4 separate regions of the Mus musculus genome follow, and regions 1, 2 and 3 are each linked to region 4. Evidence: chromatin contacts called from public HiChIP or PLAC-seq and promoter capture Hi-C data. All regions are on one chromosome and are shown on one strand. The core of a region is the stretch at or near the end of the contact, and the rest is flanking DNA. Distances in the headings are between cores, read along the strand shown. Region 1 holds the start of Mink1 (misshapen-like kinase 1 (zebrafish)). Region 2 holds the start of Rnf227 (ring finger protein 227). Region 3 holds the start of Zfp3 (zinc finger protein 3). Region 4 holds the start of Elp5 (elongator acetyltransferase complex subunit 5).

Region 1 (2,700 bases), core at 58-2,557, 580 kb after region 4:
TTTTTTTTTTTTTTTTTTTTTTTTCTCATTTTGTTTTTTTTTTTTTTCCCCCTGTCATTTTATAGTCCAGGCTAATAGAAAATGTAATCCTCCTGCCTCAGCTTCCTGAATGGTGGGGTTCAGAAAACCGTTTTAAACAGGACAATGATGCCAGATTTAAGTTTTAGAAAAAAAAATCACTTCTGGATAATGAAGAATTTAATCGAAGGTGCCAGGCAGAGAGGCCATGTGGGAAGGCCAAATGGGGATTGTGGCTTGCATATCAGGGGCAAGGTAAATGAGTCAGGAGAGTACCCGGAGCAAGTTTGAATGTGCACCCAAATGTGCCAAGAAGCCTCCAGAGAATTCAAGCTCACCTAAGCAATGTTTATATTCATTTTCAGAGGGAGTGTTAGTGTTGGAAGAGCTCTTGAAAACTCAGAACCTTCTCCCCTCAACTTCATAGAGAAAGAAAAGCCCAGAGGCAAATTTGCTTGCTCAGGGTCAGACAACACATTAGTCAGTGGCAGAACATGTCTGTCTATAGTTACAAAGCCTCACCCATCCTCTAGTGAGACTAACCGGCTGGAGGTGCTGTGCCAACAGGAGTAGATCTGAGGAGCTGGAAAAACATTTGAAGGGATTGGATACAGTTTCTTCTGCTTTACCACTAGCAACTCCAGGGATAGTTCTTTCCTGCAGAACACTGTGCTAAGAGAAGCAGATACAGACGTGTGCAGTAGGAGTGCCTATCTGCTCCCAACATCCCCACTCCAGCCTAGAAAGGGAGTAAAGGGCAGACAGTAGCCCCGTCCTTCCCTCCCACGTGGTTTCTCCAGCCAAGTTCTCACGGAGTGGCCCCTCCTTCAGCGGCTCCACTGTTACCATGGCAATTGGGTGGGTGGACAGCACGTCCTATCTAGAGGCCAGCAGCCCTCGCGTGGGGAGTTACCATAACAACCCCCCTAGTAATAGAGGGGGTTGGGTCCCGCCTCCCTTCCCCCGCAAATCGAGAGGTAGGTGGTTTGATTGGCAGCTGGGCACACGAAAGAGGGAAAGGGAAGAAAAGGAGTCAAATAAAGATCAACGAAGGAACTAGAGGAGAGGAGGCAACAATAATAAAAGGGGGAAAAGGAAGGGAAGGTGTATGCGCACGCGCACCAGCGGGTGGTCGCGCTCCTTCCACTCCAGGCTCTAGCGAGACTGGGTCCGCGCTCGCCCTCCGCCCGCTCTCCTGCGCCTGCGCGCAGGTGTCGGCGCCCCGCAGGAGGGGGCGCCCGGCGCGTTCGCGTCACGGTCGGCTCTGCGCGTGCGCAGGGCAGCCGGCGACTCGGGTTGCAGGCGCGCGGGTGAGAGCGCCTGTCAGCCGCTGGGTCGGTCCTCCCGCTGGCCCTCCCCCTCCCCGGCCTTCGGGGCAGGCGCGGTGGAGCCCGCCCCTCGAGTCCCCCGATGGGGGAGAAGCGGCGACGGCGGCAGCGGAGTGAGCGAGCCGGAGCGTGAGTGGCCCCGCGGCGGCCATGGGCGACCCAGCCCCCGCCCGCAGCCTGGACGACATCGACCTGTCTGCCCTGCGGGTGAGCACCACCCCAGCCTCGCGCCCGCGACCCCTGCCCTTACCCCGAGCTCTCGCCGCCCGGGGGTTCGCCCTCTGGAGATTCTGGGAGCCAGTTTGGTCCCCACCCTGTGCTGCCCTCCCCCACACTTGCGTGCCACCCCTACCTTGCTGCTGGGATCCGAGTCCCCTCCTTTATAGGCGTTTGAGGGTCACCTCTGGTGTCCCTAAACACAGCCCTGCATCACCTGCAGAGCCTTTCTTGTGTCCCCCCTCTCTCGGCCCTCATGTCTGCTTCCTCCACCTCCTCTTCTGGCTCCTGGAATTTTGACTTTGCAACTGCCTCAGCCTCCCCCTCATCCCTCGTTTTCTTCCTCGCCTACCCCTAAATTGCAAGTTGGGCGGATTTCACCTCCTCGCTCCACCCCACACACCTCCTACGTCTCCATCCCACGTTCACTTTCCCTATCCCTTTTCTCGTGTTTCAAGTGCAGCTTTTCAGACCCAGGCATTTCCGGTCTCGGGGTCCCTGAATATTACATTACTAACTCTGCAGCCGCGTGGGGCTGGGAGGACAGACAAGTGCACAGTGGGAGGAAGGGAAGCCTGGATTTCCTCGGAAACTCGGGCCGGAAGACGATGTTTACATACATGTACAAGCACACACACACACACACACAAACACACACGCACACACAACACGCTGCCTGAGGTCAGTAGGGAGGGAACTAGTGGGAGTGGAGGCAAAGGAGAGTTGGAGGGAGGGGTTCATTAGGGAAGCGGTTAAGAGGAAACAACTGTGTCAGGAATGCTTTCAAATAACCCATTTATTGTTCCACGTGGGGCACTTACTCTCTCTCCTCCCGGAATTTTCAGTTCAGCATTTGTAAGTGTTCTCTAGCGGGCAGCTTTGTCTTAAGGGCAACATAGAAATTTCAAGGTGAACCATTCCAGACTGTCTCCCAGGTGGTGTTTTGATTCCATGCCCGGTGAGCTTTCCCAACCGGCGGCGTAGGTGTAGCTAGAGCAGGATTCCCCACCTCATGCTTACCTTCTCAGAAGGTCTCTGTACACATTGGCTTCTGGCTTGTAAATTACCCAGGGAAAAGGCAGCCACCTCACAAGTGCCCCGGATATGACTGGAGGGGAGAGAGAATTGAAGAGAGCAG
Region 2 (2,700 bases), core at 135-2,634, 640 kb before region 4:
CTGTTGCTTATCTGATGTTTACTGTGTACCATCAGGCACCATTTAAAGCACCTTACAAACACAAGCTCTTTCCATCCTTACTATTATTACCCACACTTTGTAGATGAAGAAATCAAGGCCCAGAGAAATGAAGTAACTTGTCTGTGGGTGTCACAACTAGGATTTGTTCTTGAGCCAGCTGTGTCAAGACTGTGTTATTATCCTCCGCAACAGAGCCTGGGTTCGAGAGGCTGAGGAGGCAGCTTGGGTGTGGGTGCCACACCGTGAGGGAATGTGGGCTGTGAGTACCACGTCCTGTTTACCTGTGGGAGAAGTCAGACCCCTGAGTCAGAAGTCACGCAGAGCTGCTTCGTTTCCACCATCATGCTGTGTGGGTGTCCAAGTCTGGATACTCCGGAAGGAAAAGATTCCCAGCATTCCTAAGGCCATGCTCCTGGAATCTAGGTCCCTCCTTGTGCTGAGGTGTTAGCTGGACTCAAACTCTCAGAGGGGGTAGGGGGAGGAATTTGAGGGAGCCAGCCTTCCAAAGAACCCAAGAGGCCATGTATAAAAAGGAGAGGCGAGGGCAGAGTGAATTATGGCTGGGCACAATCCAAACATCCAGAAGACCAATTAAAACTGGGCAGAACCAACAGTAAACCTGGCATATGTTGCCTGTTTGTGAGGGGAAGGGCAGGAGGGGATTGTGAAAGAGTATGAACATGTGACAAATAGGCCAACAGGGCCATATAGACTTGTGCTAGTGACTGTGTGCAAGAGGAGACCTGGACACCTGCATCAGGTAGGTTTAAGTGACAGCGCTAGTGTTTTGCTGGGGGTGAGGAGTCCGCCATGGAGGCTGTGGGTGGAGCGTGCCCCCCTCTTCCCTCGGGTAATTCTGGCATTGTCCTGGGCATTCAGCCCGCTGCATCCCCACTCGCAAGTCCAGCCTCGCGCCTCTGCCGCCCCAACGCGTGCCTCGGAAGGGAGCGGCCCATCTGCGCGTGACGCCTCGAGGGCGGGGCCTCACTATTAAAAGGGGACAGAGGCGGCGGCGCGGGCCCCAGGCCCCTGCCCTGGCCCAAGGAGGGCTCATTCGTTCTGTATCCTAGCCGCCTAGAGATCGAAGCCCTCGGGCCACGGTGACCACGATGCAGCTCTTGATGAGAGTGCCCTCTCTTCCCGAGCTGGGTGAGCTGGACTGCAACATCTGTTTCCGACCCTACAACCTCGGGGCCCGTGCGCCCCGCCGCCTGCCTGGCACGGCGCGCGCCCGCTGCGGCCACACGCTGTGCACAGCTTGCCTGCGCGAGCTGGCAGCGCGGGGCGACGGCAGCCGCACGGCCGCGCGCGTGGTGCGCCTGCGCCGCGCTGTCACGTGCCCGTTCTGCCGCGCGCCTTCCCCGCTCCCGCGCGGCGGCGTCACGGAGATCGCGCTAGACCCTGTCTTGTGGTCACGGCTGGAGGAAAAAGCCCGGGCTGAGCGTGAAGGAGACCCGATGGGGAGCCCGGCCAAAGACAGCGGAGAGGATGGAGAGGACGACGACGGGGAAGCGGAGAGCGAGAAGGGGGCGGGACCTCCAAGTGCGGGTTGGCGCGCGCTTCGCCGAATTTTGGACAGGGTCCTGGCGCCGGCACGCCGCTTGCGGCGTCCGTTGCCTAGCAATGGTGAGGGGCGGCCTAGGGAGGATACTGGGTACATTGCACCGAAGAATGCTGGGTCAAGTTGCATCCTCCTGTTGCCACTAACCCTTCTTCTTTCCTCCAGTGCTCTACTGTCCAGAGGTCAAGGACATTGCCCACATGACCCGTTGTACGCTGTAACCAAGGAACCCCAGAGCTATGGCAGAAAGCAGGTGGGAGCAGCATCCTCAGGCGTGCTCTGACACAAAAGGTTGATGTCAAGACTACCTGGAAATCAAGGCTGATGCTGGAATTGGTACATGCGTGATGGAGATGGAGCTCAACAGAAAGGACCCTAGATGGTGTGGATTCTGAGCGGCGAAGGCTCCTAGACTGTGCCAGCATTATATTTTCAGGATGGAGTGGCCAAGGGATAATAGAAACAAAGCCTACCATAATGTAGGAAGAAAAAAAAAATAACAAAGCTTTGGCGTTTGTTCAGAGTCTGTGGTGTAAGCAAAGGATCCAATTTTAGCAGTGGTCTGTGGTTGACAATGTGTACTGTGGAAAAAAGGACAGGACAGGGGATAAGCTAATTTATATGTCATGTCAATCTCACTTATCTGGTTGTGTTTGCTGGCATGCCATCTTCCCACTCTTGTTACCGTGCTCCAGCAATTACTGAGTTGACTCCCTGCTTATGATTGGGAATCTTGCATATACAACCTCCCTTCAGCTGGATAGGGCAGGTATGAAAACATCCAAGGGGCATTTATTTACATGAGGCCTTATTAAAGGCTTATCAAAGATGGGTGAGCCATTTGATAAAGGAAGCAAAATTTAGGCCTTTGTTATCTTTACTGACTCTGTAGCAATACTGGGGAAAAGAAAAAAAAAGATGCTCACATAATTTTAATTTGTGTCCCATAATGGGACATTGTTTACTGTATGTAGTTAGTTCTATTCTAAAGTCCTGTAAATATCTTACTGTAGACTTAAAATCAAGACCAGCAGTGTTGGTTGGTCTCACAGCTTGCTAGAAATGCAGAATTTCAGGACCCCAGTCCACATTCCCCGGTAGTTTTAGAATCCCAGGTA
Region 3 (2,700 bases), core at 180-2,679, 780 kb after region 4:
AACGAGGTACAGAGAGCTGCATCTTGTAGAAGCTGGAGGGGCAGAACAGTCCACGTCTTTCTTTATACCAGAAACAGAACTAGAGAAGTTGGTGTTTTCTTGCTCAGGTTTAGTTATTCCCTCCCTGTGCCCCCATCTCTCCCTTTGGGAATAGTCATGTGTATTCTGCACTGTTATATTTTGGAGCATCGGGATTACAGTTGCTCATGGGCTCTGGGGATTCGAACTCAGGTCCTTCCACTGCATGGCAAGTGCTTTAACTCCATGAGTCATCTCCCCAGCCCTTACCTCAGAACTAGTTACTCAAAACTAGTTACCCCCCCTGCCTTTTCTTCAAATGTCTTGTTTTTATTTCATTTATTTATTTTGTTTAACAGTACTAGGGGTTGAATTTAGGGCCTACCTAGCACATTCCAGGCAAGTGCTCGACCTCTAAGCCACACCCCCAGCCTCCTTTGCCTTTTCTCGGTTCAGATCTCCTTGTTTAGGTCTATTACAAAGACCATGGCTTCAGAAAAGACCTGATTCCTTACAAATGTTGCTTCAAACTGCACCACCTTCCCAGATAGCAACTGGAAGGAAGGACTGTTCAGTCTTATTTGTATCTAATGTTCACCTCTGGACCAGTCAGAAGGAAGGGGATAATGTGATTAGTCAAGCCAGGGCCACCACTGAGCATAATTAATTCAAGGCCAGTCCTAACTGCCTCAACCTCTCCCTCCCCCACACAGAGATCTACTTCACTGGGCTTGGTTGCTCACTTCAGCAGTTGGAAGGCTGAGGCAGGAGGATCACCACATTCATAGTCACATACGTGCTGTGCTAAAAGACCAAATTTATTCAAGAAGAGAGAAAGGCCAGCAAATAGTGCAGTTCCCATTGCCTGCGGAAAACGGAAATCACACTCAACCTTGAGTTTTTTGTCAAAGCATCACTCCCTGAAGCCTTCCTGACCTCAAAGCAGGCCTCCCCTCCCCCCTCGCTCCTAGAAGATGACAGGCGCACCCTAAATCTAGGAACCGGAGTTGACAGACTCTTGGAAAGCGGGAGGTGAGGCACAAACGCGGCTGCTCGACACGTCCCCGCGGGAAGCGTGGCGGAGTTTCGAGTTTTCCAGCCCACGGAAACGTCAGGGGCGCGCAGAGCGGCTGCTGCGGGGCGGAAGTGCATCCCCGGGGCCCGTCTAGGAAACCGGGAGGACCCTGCGCGTCAGTGGTCAAGGGACACAGTGGGTTTCGCGAGGTGCATGGGACATTCCAGCTAGCCGACCGGCCCTGTCCGACCGGGCGAAGATGGGGTGAATGTGGGCGAGAACGGCAGACGGGAAAGCTGAGACGGGCATGGGGGCGTGGGCTCGCTGGCCACCTGTTCCTCCCGCGAGTGCGGCTCGCGCGGATTGGCCGCAGTGCGCCCGGTACCGGAAGTGGCCGGCGTGGGTCGCCCGTGACACCAGACAACAGCTGCGGTTCTGTGCGCGCCGCGGTGCAGCGCCTCGGGCCCGGCGGAGGGAGCGTGGGCGGCATCCGCCAGCGGTGAGGCCTCTCTGGTTCCGTCGTGCCCGGGGGAGGAGGGCGCGGGGCTCCCGGCCTGGAGCTGGAGTTCTGACTGTAGGCCCGCCCCTGACTCGGGTTTGCTGTGTGACCTTGGACTTTATGGCATCGGGGGCTCCTACTCATTTGCACACGGAGAGGGTGGAGCCTGGGCACTGTCAGGGGCCCGATCCTAATTCTGCTTGCAGGCCTTGTCAGCCAGGGAAACTGGAGAAGCAGGCTCCGACACGGGCATGCCAAAGACCTATGCCTATTTTTCTTCTCTCTCTCTCTCTCTCTCATTTCATTCTCTAAGTATACTGCTAGAACGAATAGCAGGCAAAAATTGGGGGCCCCGTGGCATGTTGTGACCTGTGCTGGCAGGCAGGACATTGGCTTACTAAGGTTAAAGAAAGATGATAGAATTGGGACTAAAGAGAAGACACAGTAGTTCTTGCTGCTCTTCCAGAAGACCCTAGTTTGGTTCCCAGAACTCAAATCAGGCGCCTCGTATCATCTGTAACTCATGTGCACACACATCTATAACTCTGTAGCAACACACAACTACACATAGTTAAGAATAATAATAATAATCATAAATGAGACTGAATTGAGCACAGAATTGACAGAGTTCCCTTGATCCTGGATACCAAAGGAGGAAGATAAATAGTGTCTTGGGAGAAAGAACTTTTCTTGTTGTTGCCTTAGTTTGACTTTTTTTTTTTTTTTTGAGATAGGGTCTCCCTACATATCTCTGGCTAGTCTTGAACTCACTAGGTAGATCAGGTTGACTTAAGACTTTCAGAGATCCATCTGCTTCTGTCTTCCATGTGCTGATATTAAAGGTGTGGGTCATCGTGCTCGGCTAAGAACTTATTTTTATAAAACGTTGATACCAGTTATCTGTCAGACACTGCTCTGGTCTCTTTAGGGACAATGGTGAATGGAATCTTCAATTAACCTTTAAAACAACTGCAGACATTCACCCAGATAGCTCAGAAACCTCACTTAATGTTTTCCAGGTATCAGAAATGTGCTAAGCACTGAGGTTAACAAGATGAGTAGAATGTCATCCTTGGTCACATTGTAGAACAGTGGTGCTCAGCCTGTGAGGTGCAACCCCTCTGAGACTTGAATATCCCCTTTACAATATATACACTACCACTCGTAA
Region 4 (2,723 bases), core at 183-2,682:
ATGAAACCTGTTTTAATGTATACTCACCGGCTGTTGACATCAGAGTCGAAACCTTCGCGAAACTCTTCTTCGCTCACTTCACAGCCCAGAACGTGGACCTGCTCCCCACTAAGGCAGAGATGAAGGAAATATATTGAAGAGTGGGGGTACCGGCTCCCTTTCCGGGAAGGAGAGGAGAAACTGTGGGCTAACTCACCGAAGTGCAGATTTCTTGATAAGAGCCTTCAGGAGACTACGCCCTTCCCACTCCACGGAATCTGGGGAGAGCCAAGGATGGGTGAGACCTACTGAGCCCTCAGGGCTCCGACCACGACTTCCACCCCTAGCTGGGTATCCATCCCCAGCGGGTCCTCCAGGCTCCCGCTCCTTCAGCCAAGCCCAAGGCTACCACCGCATGCCTTGATCCCTCACCTCGCAAAAGCACCAAACCACCGATGGCCAACAACGAGTCCAGCATCTCTGACGCCTCAGGACGCCTTCTGATGTCGTCACCACCGAGGAGGCGGGGCACTTACGATTGCTTCCAACCTTAAAGGACCGCAAAGTCCGGAAAGAGGAGCCTGGTTTTTTTATGCTCCGTATTCTCAGGGGGCTTACACGGAGGGGCCGCTCCAGAGTCTCTGTACACAGTCCTAGAGACAACATCCTTAATCTACTCTTGCACCATGACTGGAGCCAGAAGGGCCGTTGGAACAGTTATCAGTGGGATGGGGACAAGGACAGAGGTCTCACGAGCTCCAATCCCGAAGAAGGTTCGAACCTGGGAATAAATGATGTCACTCGGCCCCGCCCACACGGCGCCTGGCTTCTCTCCAGGTCCCGCCCCGCAGTAACCTAGTGCGCGTGCGTAACGCTGCACCCCGGGGTCAGAGCAGAGAGCTTTCCTTAACTTTCCCCTCCCTCCTCAGAATGAATTGAGGGAAACAGCAATCCCGGGGAAGTGAATACACGTCACTACCGGAAGTAATGTCAGAGGGGAAGAGGAGGAGGGAAGAGAGGAGGGAGCCCTTTGGGCGGTAAAATGGCGCCTGTCAGAGTGGGAAGCCTAGCTGCAGAGGCTGCAGCCCCGCTCCTCAGCGGCTAAGCGATCCTGACCTCGGGGAGGGGGAGGCCACTCCGGCCCAGCGATCCGTGCCCTTCGGCTCCCCCTCCCCCTCCTCCCCAGCTCCTGCGCCCAGGGGGCCCCCGAGAATCGCCGCGGCCCACCGCGCGCCGCCGCCGCCCCCGCCCGCCCCCTTCCCGGGGCAGACCCCTAGCGCGCCTGCGCAGAAGGCCACCCTTCGCTTCCCCCTTCCCCTCCCATCTCCCTCCCTCCCTTTTCCCTAGCCCCCTCCCCCACTGCCCCCTCCCCCAATTCTCCATCCCCTTCCCTCCTGGTCTCAGAGGACCCTGTCCTAGCCCGACCTGTTTCGGCCTGCAGCCCACGCGAAGTCGTCGGTGCCACTTCCCGCTCATGTGGGCCCCCGCGGGCTGCCCACGCCAGTCCCCCAGTTCCCGGTTCCGCTGGGCTTTCCCTTCGCTGGGGGTGGCTTTCTAAGCCACCCACTCCGTGCTCATCTCTGCAGCCTCTCCTGCCGCTCGGGGCCCCCGTTCCCCCTCCCTGCGGCGGGGGGCTGCCCCCGGGGGGCTGGCGGAGCTGGGCCGCGGGGGCCCCGGGGCCGGCGGTGCCGGGGTCATCGGGATGATGCGGACGCAGTGTCTGCTGGGGCTGCGCACGTTCGTGGCCTTCGCCGCCAAGCTCTGGAGCTTCTTTATTTACCTTTTGCGGAGGCAGATCCGCACGGTGAGTTTGCTTGGGTGCTGCCAGTGGTGGGGTCCTCTGTCCGCGGTGCTCGCGGAATTTTGGATAGTGCTGGGCCTCTGCTTTGGGCCTAGGAAGGGAGCCTTGGCCAGAGCTTTACCCGCTGGAGAAGTAGGACACCTTTAAGCAAGGTTCAGCCCTTAATAAAAGAACCATGATTTTTACTGGGTTTGCTTTCTTTCTTAATCTGCCTAAATGGGATAGGATTTGGCAGTTCTCGGGGGCTAGAATGGTGCTCTCCTTACGAAAGCTAGAGTTGTTGCTAAAGAAAGAAGAGGCCGGGAACACCTGTTTGCTGGTAGCCAGAACTATTGATATGGGCTTTGGAAAGACCCTCCTGTTGAAAGTCAGACTCCTTTGTCAGTGGTGTGGGTGGGTAGAAGGGCATATGGAGCAGGAATTGGAACTTGAGGAAAAGCCTTGGGTGTGAAGGAGCTCCTCCAAAAAGGCTCTGGAATTCTCTAGCTTGTGTGTATGGGCTTATTATTAAGACCCTGGGACAGAAAACGATGCTTTTCCAATAGGCATCTTTAGTTGTCAGATGCACATTAAAGTTGGGTGTCTCATTAGACAAGCTGGCTGTTAGCTGGAGAGCTTGCATCTGAAGGTGGGCATGTTTCTCCAGGCGACTCTAGCGATTATGAAGGGATACTTGGAGTGTAGAGACTGTTTGGATGAACCCAGGTATCTCTGGGTTCTCTCCCTCAAGCTTTTCTCCAAGGTAAACATTGTTTCAGCTACCATTCCTCCCCGCCGCCCCTGCCCCCAGCCCTGGCTGTCCTGGAACTCACTTTGTAGACCAGGCTGGCCTCGAACTCAGAAATCCACCTGCCTCTGCCTCCCCAGTGCTGGTATCAAAGGCGTGCGCCATCACGCCTGGCTTACCATCACTTCTTAATGAACATGCCCTCTGGAGTAAATC

The links. HiChIP or PLAC-seq counts read pairs in DNA pulled down with a chosen protein or histone mark. Capture Hi-C pulls out chosen DNA fragments and counts their contacts.
Region 1: a contact with region 4 is called in a promoter capture Hi-C map of adipose tissue. The contact joins the promoter of Mink1 here to the promoter of Elp5 in region 4. A contact is called at or near these places in 2 of 39 promoter capture datasets (hippocampal neurons and liver), 2 of 115 datasets of contacts at active chromatin or transcription factors (bone marrow-derived macrophages and pancreatic cancer cells) and 1 of 9 other capture datasets (adipose tissue).
Region 2: a contact with region 4 is called in an HNF4G HiChIP or PLAC-seq map of pancreatic cancer cells. The contact joins the promoter of Rnf227 here to the promoter of Elp5 in region 4. A contact is called at or near these places in 1 of 39 promoter capture datasets (neural stem cells) and 2 of 115 datasets of contacts at active chromatin or transcription factors (bone marrow-derived macrophages and pancreatic cancer cells).
Region 3: a contact with region 4 is called in an HNF4G HiChIP or PLAC-seq map of pancreatic cancer cells. The contact joins the promoter of Zfp3 here to the promoter of Elp5 in region 4. A contact is called at or near these places in 5 of 115 datasets of contacts at active chromatin or transcription factors (bone marrow-derived macrophages, large pre-B cells, memory CD8 T cells and 2 more).

Annotation. Positions count from the first base shown.
Region 1 is chr11:70,561,574-70,564,273 of GRCm38.p6, forward strand. Mink1 (misshapen-like kinase 1 (zebrafish)) reads left to right here and starts at 1,308. Exons shown (of 33, transcript NM_001045964.1): 1 at 1,308-1,553. The coding sequence starts at 1,497.
Region 2 is chr11:69,339,412-69,342,111 of GRCm38.p6, forward strand. It overlaps Rnf227 (ring finger protein 227), which reads left to right and starts at 1,385. Exons shown (of 2, transcript NR_027827.2): 1 at 1,385-1,647; 2 at 1,748-2,700.
Region 3 is chr11:70,763,018-70,765,717 of GRCm38.p6, forward strand. It overlaps Zfp3 (zinc finger protein 3), which reads left to right and starts at 1,430. Exons shown (of 2, transcript NM_177565.3): 1 at 1,430-1,532.
Region 4 is chr11:69,979,803-69,982,525 of GRCm38.p6, forward strand. Elp5 (elongator acetyltransferase complex subunit 5) reads right to left here and starts at 1,433. Exons shown (of 9, transcript NM_018740.2): 1 at 1,405-1,433; 2 at 412-760; 3 at 197-257; 4 at 28-108. The coding sequence starts at 457. Ctdnep1 (CTD nuclear envelope phosphatase 1) reads left to right here and starts at 1,366. Exons shown (of 8, transcript NM_026017.2): 1 at 1,366-1,783. The coding sequence starts at 1,682.